Regions from separate parts of the Danio rerio genome. Here region 1 is linked to region 2. A link is a contact called in public Micro-C data. All regions are on one chromosome and are shown on one strand. Each heading gives the region's core, a stretch centred on a gene start, on an enhancer-like site or on the middle of the called end of the contact. The rest is flanking DNA. Distances are from core to core; before and after follow the strand shown.

Evidence for each region. A called contact is a pair of places that touch in the nucleus more often than the background predicts.
Region 1: a Micro-C map of caudal fin shows a contact between it and region 2, with 8 times the contacts expected there. The contact joins the promoter of nabp1a here to the promoter of wdfy2 in region 2. A contact is called at or near these places in 2 of 18 Hi-C or Micro-C datasets (caudal fin and hematopoietic stem cells).

Annotation. Positions count from the first base shown.
Region 1 is chr9:25,837,902-25,842,996 of GRCz12tu, reverse strand. nabp1a (nucleic acid binding protein 1a) reads left to right here and starts at 2,726. Exons shown (of 6, transcript NM_001008643.1): 1 at 2,726-3,033; 2 at 3,264-3,402; 3 at 3,567-3,638; 4 at 4,372-4,456; 5 at 4,760-4,802. The coding sequence starts at 2,940. It overlaps trnas-cga (transfer RNA serine (anticodon CGA)), which reads left to right and starts at 993; the gene lies at 993-1,074. It also overlaps a transcript of ftcdnl1 not described here.
Region 2 is chr9:25,441,421-25,446,441 of GRCz12tu, reverse strand. It overlaps wdfy2 (WD repeat and FYVE domain containing 2), which reads left to right and starts at 3,059. Exons shown (of 12, transcript NM_205745.1): 1 at 3,059-3,414. The coding sequence starts at 3,278. ints6 (integrator complex subunit 6) reads right to left here and starts at 1,801. Exons shown (of 18, transcript NM_001126428.1): 1 at 1,361-1,801; 2 at 1,199-1,276; 3 at 608-757. The coding sequence starts at 1,471.

The sequences.
Region 1 (5,095 bases), core at 1,477-3,976, 400 kb before region 2:
ACTCAGCCTGAGCGTGGCGCAGTGTGTTTACAATAAACGGCGTTATCCATAAAACATGTGCAATTCCTAAACGATGATGTGCTAATTAAAGGAGTTTTGTGAGCCTATAAAACCCTGTTGTTCTTCTTTTGTGTGGAATATGCGAGTTAAGATGAATTGCTCTTTTTGACAGAAAACTTCACGGTTTCTTTTCAACATCAACCACATGTGGGTTTGGTAAGCGGTCAGAAATTTCTCTGGCTTTCAGGTAGACTGAGTCAGTTTACGTCTATTGTTAAAGGATTATTGCAGTACGGAGTTAAAAATTTACACTGTGTGTGAAACATTTGTAAGAGAACTTGGATGTTATATTAGAGAAGACGCAACACAGTTTGTTGTATACCTTGCCTAAAAAATTAAGGGTTTTAAAGCGAATGCAGTGCAGAATGTAATTAATAGTCATACTTGCATGCACTTTTAATTATTTTGAATTGCCAAAACTTTTTATTCTAGGTTTACTTACAGGACTATGCTTTTTTTCAAAAGGACATTGGCATTATTTTAAATAGTCGCTGAAAAACACAAGCAAAATGTGTTTTATTCTTTTTGGGTCTAGCGAGCTTGGGTAGTTTTGACATTTTTAGCATTTTGTTGGATGCTGTCTCCACCGTGTGGCCAAATGTCGTATATATGTCAGTTTATTAACTTACGTTACTTATGATATTTAAAATTATAATTATTATAATTCTTTGAAAAAAAATCGTTTCGTTTCTATATGTAGTAACTGCATTTGCGTATGAATTATATAACGTTACCCACATAAAGTTCATGTGAAACCCGTGCTAATGCGTGTTGGTTTTACGTAAGTTGATACAAAGGTACAATTGTATTTTGTTGTGTTTAAGTGATCAAAGAATAAGAAACATTAAAAAATCAACACAAGTTTAATATCACTGTAGTGTGAAGTGCAGATAGAAATATCTATATTGAGTTTTTGTGCAGTTTAAGATGGCGTCACGGTGGCCGAGAGGTTAAGGCGTTGGACTCGAAATCCAATGGGGTTTCCCCGCACAGGTTCGAATCCTGTTCGTGACGAATTTCCTTTTTGCTTTTGTGAGCCCAAGACCTCAATAAAATTACTGTTGTTGATCTGCTATAAATGCAGAAAAGATATAATAATACACACATATAATACACACACACACACATACACATATATATAATTTTATATATATATATATATATATATATATATATATATATATATATATATATATATATATATATATATCTATATATATATATATATATATAATATATATAAAGCTGAAATTTATATATATATATATATATATATATATATATATATATATATATATATATATATATATATATATATATATATATATATATATATAAAGCTGAAATTGAGAGAATTCCTTACTATCTATATGTACCAGTCATGTTTCCACATTGACTCAGAAAGCAGATGTGAGGAATTGATAACGATACTTGTCTATAAATCCTTTAAAACATTTTAGATGTTTATTTATCTGAGGGCAAAGCGTTTAAACAACTTTTTTGATATACAGCTGGGTTCATACAGCCTTTGAAATACAGTAAAATGTTTATTTGCCAGCCATCTATCGGATTACTATGAAGGGTGATGATGCAACCCAAATACCTTTGGAAATATTTGTGAACGTGTAATCAAATCATATTACACAACGTCGACAATCGTACAAGGAAATGGAGTGTGGTTATTTCCTATCCATGTGGACACATTCTTCATCTCGTCCAATCAGAATGAGCTCAATGTAACAAGAACACGGTAGAACCCAATATTTCAGTTCATAAAGCGTTTGATCCCATGTAATACTGACGATACAGTATACCAAAGAGTGAATTATTTTCACAGTCTGTTTATGCATACATGCGTTTATTGGACTGGATTGTGAGCATTTAACAGCAACAGCGCATCTCTGAACACCCCCACGAAACGGTGCGATGGCACATTCGGGAGAATTTAAAGAACTGAACACACTGGCACGGATCAGACGCTTTGTTAGTGAGGGAGAGACGGCTAGCACTGTGAAATAGAGAGTTCCCCTCTTTTGCGACATTTCTTTTATTTTATTTGTTCGTAGGATGGCTGTGCTTCACACGTAGAATACATGCTACATTAACTTCAAAGGCCAATAGGAAGTTTCGAACTGCTCATAAGGCATAAAAAGTTAGGCAGCTACAGTTATTTCGGCTGACATCCGTTTTAAATTGATCCAAGTTTCGTCGATTTAGCCTTAAATGTGTAGCAGACACGTAATGAATGATTTTCGAAAGGAAGCTGAAATGAAGAGATGCGAGTTTAGTAGTTTGAGCAGCAGTGTGTGCGCCTGTGTCTGTATTCACTGACACCGTTTTAAACGCAGCCCGCATAATAACCGGCATCTTAATGTAAAGCGATCATTTCAACTGATATTTGGTAACTTGACGTCGTGTATTGATTTGTGTACGCTAGGCTAGCCAAAAGATCTTACAAATGTGTCTGGATGCTAACCATTTTAATCAGTGACAGACTTGAAGCGAAGTCTTTAGTTTTAAGGTTTGGAGGCGGATGAACTCTAAAATGTCCTTCAGCAAAACGAGCTAAGTGTTTTTATGCGAATAACTAGTTCGTTTTATTCGTCGAGGAGGAAATATTTCCCCTTTTTACGTCCACTCCTTTAACGTTAGCTCGATGGTCAAATAAGATAAACTAACTGCCGCCGATGTTAAGCTAGTAACACTTCGGCCTTTCTTAAAGGATCTCACAACCCACATTTATTTGCCAAGTAAAGTTTATTTAGCGAACAAACAACCCACTCAGAGCACATATTTCGTTCTAAGTTAGATCGAGAAATCCTCTCACACGGCTGTGGTATTGCTAGCCGGTGTGCTAGCATCCGCCTCAGCCCTCAGAAATGTCGAATATCTCCAACGAAGCTGTGATCTTGATTAAAGATGTTAAACCCGGATCCAAAAACCTTAATATCGTCTTTATAGTTTTGGAGATCGGTAAGTGGAGATCGGCTGCTGTGTCCCTCACGACCGTGAGTTAGCACGAGCTCAGCTAATTCCTAACAGCTAACATTTAAGGGTAACATTGCGCTCGTCTCCCGTGTTGCTTTGTGCTCCGCGTAGCTTTGATTTTCACACCTCTGCTGTCGAGTAACGCAGTTATGTGTGTGTTTTAGTAGTTTTGTAACGCTTGATAATTTACACTGAACTTTGTTGTGCACGCGCAGGTCGGGTGACGAAGACAAAGGACGGGCACGAGGTGCGCTCGTGTAGAGTGGCGGATAAGAGCGGCAGCATCGCCATCTCTGTGTGGGATGAGCTGGGCAGCCTCATCCAGCCCGGGGACATCATCCGCCTTACGAGAGGGTACGAGACGCCTCTTTACACTCTTGCTTTTATTTAGACCTCACTGGGCTGTCAGTAGATTGTCCAAGTGCTTGTTCCACTGGTCTTGTGTAAGACGTCACCACTATCAAATGTGCATGTGCAAAGAAAATAGTTCTGATTTGGCTTCATATATTTGTGTCTAGGTATGCTTCGATCTGGAAAGGGTGCCTTACACTGTATACTGGACGAGGAGGAGATCTACAGAAAATAGGAGAGTGAGTATTAAATGCATCCCTTTAAGAATTTATTCGTTTTACATTTTCATGATTCTTTTATTTCTCAACATTAATAAATAACGGTGTACTTGGCACATGAACAAATTAAAATTCACCTTTTTGTCAGTAATATAATCTACAGAGTGCATTAGTGACTGGCAACTTTTGCAGCAAGCACTGGCCCATGGCAATAAATGAAAAATCTTAATACTTGTAGTTCTGCATGTCATTGAGTGTGACAACATAAATTATTGGCTGAATCTGTAATTTCAGTGCATGTTAACAATAATAGTTTTGACTTGAGAGCATGGGCATACTCCATACAGTGTTTTAGGTGACTGCTGAATATCTGCTTTGGCACATTTTGCTATAATGCAGCACTGACTGGTGGTTTGTGTGTGTCATTATGAAATGTATTATAAACACTTTTCTTAAGTAAATGTATAAGTCTCCATTTTATTACCTAGATTTTTGTTTGTTTTTTTTGACTGAAAATTGGTCTTGGTGGGATTTCTAATAAAGATTTGTCATTAATAATCATACTGACCTGGGCAAAAGCATGTTTCGGGAGAAAATGATGCCAGCAACACTAATGTCATTGGTTTTGATTTTACAGGGATTAAATGAATTGGTAACATGTGCACCTTCTGCCAAATACATGTTTAAGTAAAAGAGACATTCAGAGGCATGTTTCCTCAGTGTTGGAGCCCTCATAGTGTAATGTCTTTCACAGATTCTGTATGGTGTATTCTGAGGTTCCAAATTTCAGTGAGCCTAATCCTGAGCTGCTAGCACAAGCTAACCAACAGAACAAGACGGTGAGCCCAGTGTTCCTGATCATACGAAATTGCTTTTCCATGTGTAAAATTTCCTCAACGTGCAGAATCATCTGCATGCCTAAAATTTGCTGCACTTATAGTGGAAAACATAAAAATGAAGGAGTCTGTAAAACAAGCTTTAGCCTTGTTTAGAACCATTTATTCTGAATGTGACTAGCAAGAATTTGGTTTCACTTCTGCTGCGCATGCAAATACAGAGTTATATTTTAAGCTGTGAACAGCATGAGCTTTGCTGGTTTATTATTAAAAGACCATGACATTTATCTTTTATCCTCTTGGCAGAGTAAAGAACAGCGTGGAAATTCTCCACCAAATCAAAATGCAGGTACTCCTGTGCAGACAGGTGAGTAAATATGGCTAATACTTCACACAGTCTGTCCAACTACGGTGACAGATGCTAATTTTGTAGCACTAGCATAATGGTTTTGAGTCTGGAGTCGTTCAATCTCAAAAAAAAAAAAAAAAAAAGCCATTTTGTAAGCATACTGCAAGTTGTTTCTGATTAGATGTGTCTACTAAATGACACAACAAAGTTTTGCTTTAGGGTAAATGAGTAGAACTTCTTTTTCGCCTAAATCCCTTTTCAGTTTACTCTTCTGAAAGTGGTATTGGATTAAT
Region 2 (5,021 bases), core at 1,810-4,309:
ATTGCGAATATGCACACGGCAGTATTGATACTGAAAGTATGCATTGCGCAGCCCTAATAGCAACTAAACAGTAATCAAATTAAAACCAGTCAGAACCTTTGTAACTGCAAAACACCATCCAGGTAAGCACACAGAACACCTAAATATCATGGTGTGCTGCATGAGAACAAAGTGGCCACATAACAGTAGTTTAAAAAAAAGTCAACAAAAAATGTATAATACAAAATCACACAACTATAGAAATTGTCCAATAGTGCCATCTATGGTTGTCAAATATAATATGACATATGGCCTTTCTATCTTACTATTATAACACCTATGTGAAGTGGGATCATATTTTCTGTCGTTTTTGGATTCATAACCTGCTAAAACAACAACCCACTCAACCTAGGACTCTAGCAGTGGAGCACACAAACAAATCATTTCTCTGTAATCAACGCCCTTATTTGCATTCAAGAGTTTATTTGTTATTACTGTGGGCTACCTGGGGCGCTTGGGATTGTGTTGGCAGTGTCAGTCTACTGGGTGCTTGCTTAACTGTAATGTTGGGGATGGGTGCATGGGATTAGGCCACAGACTTTATACCAGTCAATGGTTTATAACATACCTGTCCATAGTTGTCTATCCCTGAAACTAATCTATTAAGATTGAGCAAATCAAAAGCTGTCCTTAAAGCTTGGCCAAACGATGTCAGTCCAACTGCTTGCAGGTTCCTTAGCTCAGTCATAAAAGTGGCATGACTGTCCTTCCATCCAGCCTGTGAAATAAAGACAGAGCAAAGGATTAGTTATGCTTCAAGAGTTTCTCACATCGATCTGAGGTATAATGTAGAGAGTACTGACGACTCCTAGCGCGCTCTCTCTCTCTCTATGGGTGGCACAACTAAGTCAGGTTACCCCCCCCCCCCCTCCTCTATCTCTCTGGCATACACGCGTGAACACACACACAACGGTGTGTGTGTGTGTGTGTGTGTGTGTGTGTGTGAGAGAGAGAGAGAGAGAGAGAGAGAGAGAGAGAGAGCTCTGTTGCCACACTGAACAAAATGTCGGCCATGTTTAAACTCAAATTTAAGCTGGGCAAAATGTTTTCACACCACAGATGTAGTCTCGACCTCTTCAAAGGCAAAAAGACGATGTGAGCTATGAAGATGTCCGGAGTTAAATAAAGCGGTTTGGGAATGTAATAAAAGAGTCTGTACCTTAATGCCAGCCGGCGCTTCCTCGAAACTCACTAACATGTATCTGTCTCCCCTGCTGGCCGGATCTCTGCTTCTCAGCTGTGGAGAAAAGTGAGGAAAAGCTGGGTTTTACGCTTTCAATACATTAAGACCGCGAGAAAGCAAAGGCGTGTGTTCATTTACCTTCAGGAAAGTCTCAACTGCGCCCTTCGCTATGTCCAGATAGCTAGTGCCCAGATGGGAGCGCTGGTTCATGGAGGCGGACGTGTCTATTAGAAAAAGTAGCACGGGCATTGTGTTGATATTCGCCCCTTCTACATGGACCGAGTGTCAGTGAAATCGGACAAATGCAGAGCAATCTTTTGTTCGCCTCCTGTCGCTGCTGTCAGCACGCTGCTAGCCGGCTAATGCTAACTGACTCGCGCATTCTTTCTGTCAAGAGTGTAACTGTAGTTATTGTTGAAAGAGCGATGCCTTGTAAACTTAAGCAAACCTCAGACCCTGGGGGGGAAAGGTTGTTGATTTACAAGGGAAACGGGTGTTGTTGCTGTAATTTTAAATAAATGCCTAACTTTTGTCATGGTAACTTTCTGTTTAGTTTACGTCCATGATTCTCCTCACACTGAGGTTCGCTCGCGGGCTGCAGTGGTTTTATTCTGCGTTCAGCATTTGACTCCGCCCTCCAAGCGCTGCCCGAGTACCGTGCGTCAAAACGCCTCAACCGATTGGCATCTGAAAATACGGAATTAGCATATTCGTTGTTTACAGGAGCATGCGTGTTAGCTAGCTGATTGGTTCTTGAATAAATCAACATCTACAGTGTTTTCGTTCATCCAAATATTCAGCAACGAGTACCCCTGCGCTATACAAATAAAGCTGAATTGAATTGAATTGAATTGAATTTGATGGTATACATTATTATATGCAGTGTATAGCACGACTGCCTCACACAAAGAAGGTTTGCTGGTTTGAGCCCCAGCTGGCTTAGTTGGCATTTCTGTGTGGAGTTTGTGTTTCCGTGGGTTTCCTCCAGGTGCTCCGGTTTCCCCTAGAGTTCAAAGATATGCAGCAAAGGTGAATTAAATAAACTAAATTAGCTGTAGTGTATGAGTGTGAATGTAAGAGTGGGTGTTTCCTGGTGTGGGGTTGCAGCTGGAGGGGCATCCGCTGTGTAAAACATATGCTGGATAAGTTGCCGGTTCATTCTGCTGTGGCGATCCCTATTTAATTAAGGCACAAAAAGAAAATGAATGAATGAATGTATAAACATGTATAATGCTCATAATATAAATTGGTAACATTTTCATGGTTTACATAATCACAAATCCATCACAAAAACAGTAAACTGCATTTTTTTCTTCTTCAGAACACTTTTGTATAATCAGAATACATTAACTAAATATTGTAATTTAGATTATATTACTGATTTGTAATCATTTTAAGTAATCCAATGTGTAAGTAATATATGTGTAAATAAATAAGTCAACCAAATTAACAGCACTCTACAGAGATTATAACTAGTCAATAACAGGGTTGTGATGGTTTCTTGTAGACTGTCACTGGAGGATGTACAGTAGCCTGATTCTGTGGTGTCGGAATACACATGATAAGGCCTTACTATAAATAGAACAATTTCCACTTTGTGGGTTTTATTATTTACCCAAAAGTAAAAAAAAAAAAAACAAAAACTAATAACTAATCTAACATAATGATTAATTTAATCGTTTCATTTGAGCAAACAGCATTGTAGGTGCAATGGTGCAATGAACCAAAGTATGTGATGTTAACATAACCATATGTAAATAAAAAGAGAGAAAAAACTTCCGGTTTTACAAGTATGGCATTCGTCTGCGTCAACGCTGCACATCGCAAACGCATTCATCTGTGATTTACTCCGAAGTCGGATCGTCTGCGTCTATGGGAGCTGAAAGCAGACCGTAAGCATCGTGGTATATAGATCGCGTGTGACTGTAAACAGAACAGGCTGAGAGGTAAATCAGCTGACCTGCAGCATCTCTGACTCTGACCGCATTTCACCGCGCTGCAGGTCTGTGTTATGCTGCCGAAAGAGGCTTCAGGTGTCGGACAAACTACGGCGCCATGGCGGCAGAGATTCATCCCCGCCCGCAGACACGCAAGCCCGTCCTGCTGAGCAAGATCGAGGGTTTTCAAGATGTGGTGAACACGGCTGTGATCATCCCCAAAGAGGACGGCGTTATCAGCGTATCTCAAGACAGGTCAGAACACGTTTGATTAGAAACCCAAAACAATGACTTACATTGCAGTGCGCACTACAGACGGTAATCTTATAAGCGCCGCTGACATCTTAATAAGTAGACTGTAATATAAAATGTGACATGTTAAGTACTGTCGTGGAATACAGATTAGGCACGCTTGTCTGATGCTAAATAAACGACAATTGGTGTATATAAGAGTATAATCTCCAACTGACTTTAGACAGGTAATGTAAATTAATTTGATAATAATAATAAGTATATAACTTGTATATGTGTGTGTTTAATGTGTTGAAGCGCTGCACTGAAGCATATTTCTGAAGCGCGTGACTACCTTTTCCTTTCCTGCCTAAAAACACTGACAAAAGCAGAACGCTTTTAGCTCTGGGCTGTTGAGTATTTCATTATATATAACCTTATATAACCTACTGAAAAATATAACAAAAAAACAATTTGATGAAGGAATCACTTATTTCAATCAGTAAGGTACAGGCTGTGGACGAAAAACACCCCTGCCAGTTTCGTTTACATTAATTATGGAAAGGTTAGAAGAATAATAACTTATTATTAAGTAATGTCCATTAGTAATGCTGTTAATCAAAAAGAAATAGCTTTAGGCTGTTATTGTTTTGTTTATTCTATAACATATTTGATTAAAATTATGAAAAACAGTTCAGTGTTCTGAGGAAATGATAGATCAGCAATATTGTGAGGAAAATGATTTAATGTTTAAAAAGTGTTAGTAGATTTATGAAGAAAGGATTTGGTTGAAAATAACTATAGGCACATTTGTTTAAATTATTAAATTATTATTTAAGACATAGAGGAGAGAGGGGCACAAAGTAACACTTTTTGGTTTTGGCCAAATATTAAACAAAGTAATGGGGTTAGAACAAATGAGCACTGAAAGTGTGACGACGGGATCTATGGTTTCTGTGTAGTATTGCCAAAAGTGCCAGGAGTAAAAATGTTACTATTTCTAGTGTGTGTTTCTGTGTGTTTGCATGTTCTCCGTGCAATCCTGTGGGTTTCCTCCGCGTGCTCCTGTTTCCCCCACAGTCCAAAGACATGCTGTACAGGTGAATTAGGTAGGCTAAATTTTTCGTAGTGTATGAGTGTGTGTGTGTGGATGTTTCCCAGAGATGAGTTGCGGCTGGAAGGGCACCTGCTGCATAAAAACTTACTGGATAAGTTGGCGGTTCATTCAACTGTTTCGACCCCGGATTAATAAAGGGACTAAGCTGAAAAGAAAATGAATGAATAAATGAATATTTCCTCAGTACTTTATTATCCATTATTATACACTGCATTTATTTGCATCATTAGCAAAATAAAAAAAATCTGTTAAATATTTTCAATTAAAAAAACATTTTATTTTTTAAAAGTTCTCAACATTACATTCAAAAATTGTTTTGTTTGTTTAAACAGTGTCCAACAGTGTCTGGCTTAATTATAACACCCTGTTGCAACTAACCCCGCTGTATCGTGTTTTCCTCAAAACTGGGTAGCAGTCCCTGTGTATAATATAAAATTTGACTTGCATACTTTTACAGTTTTTTTGAAAGAAAAATATATAGTATAATAGAAAATACTTTCTCTCGTAGAATCTT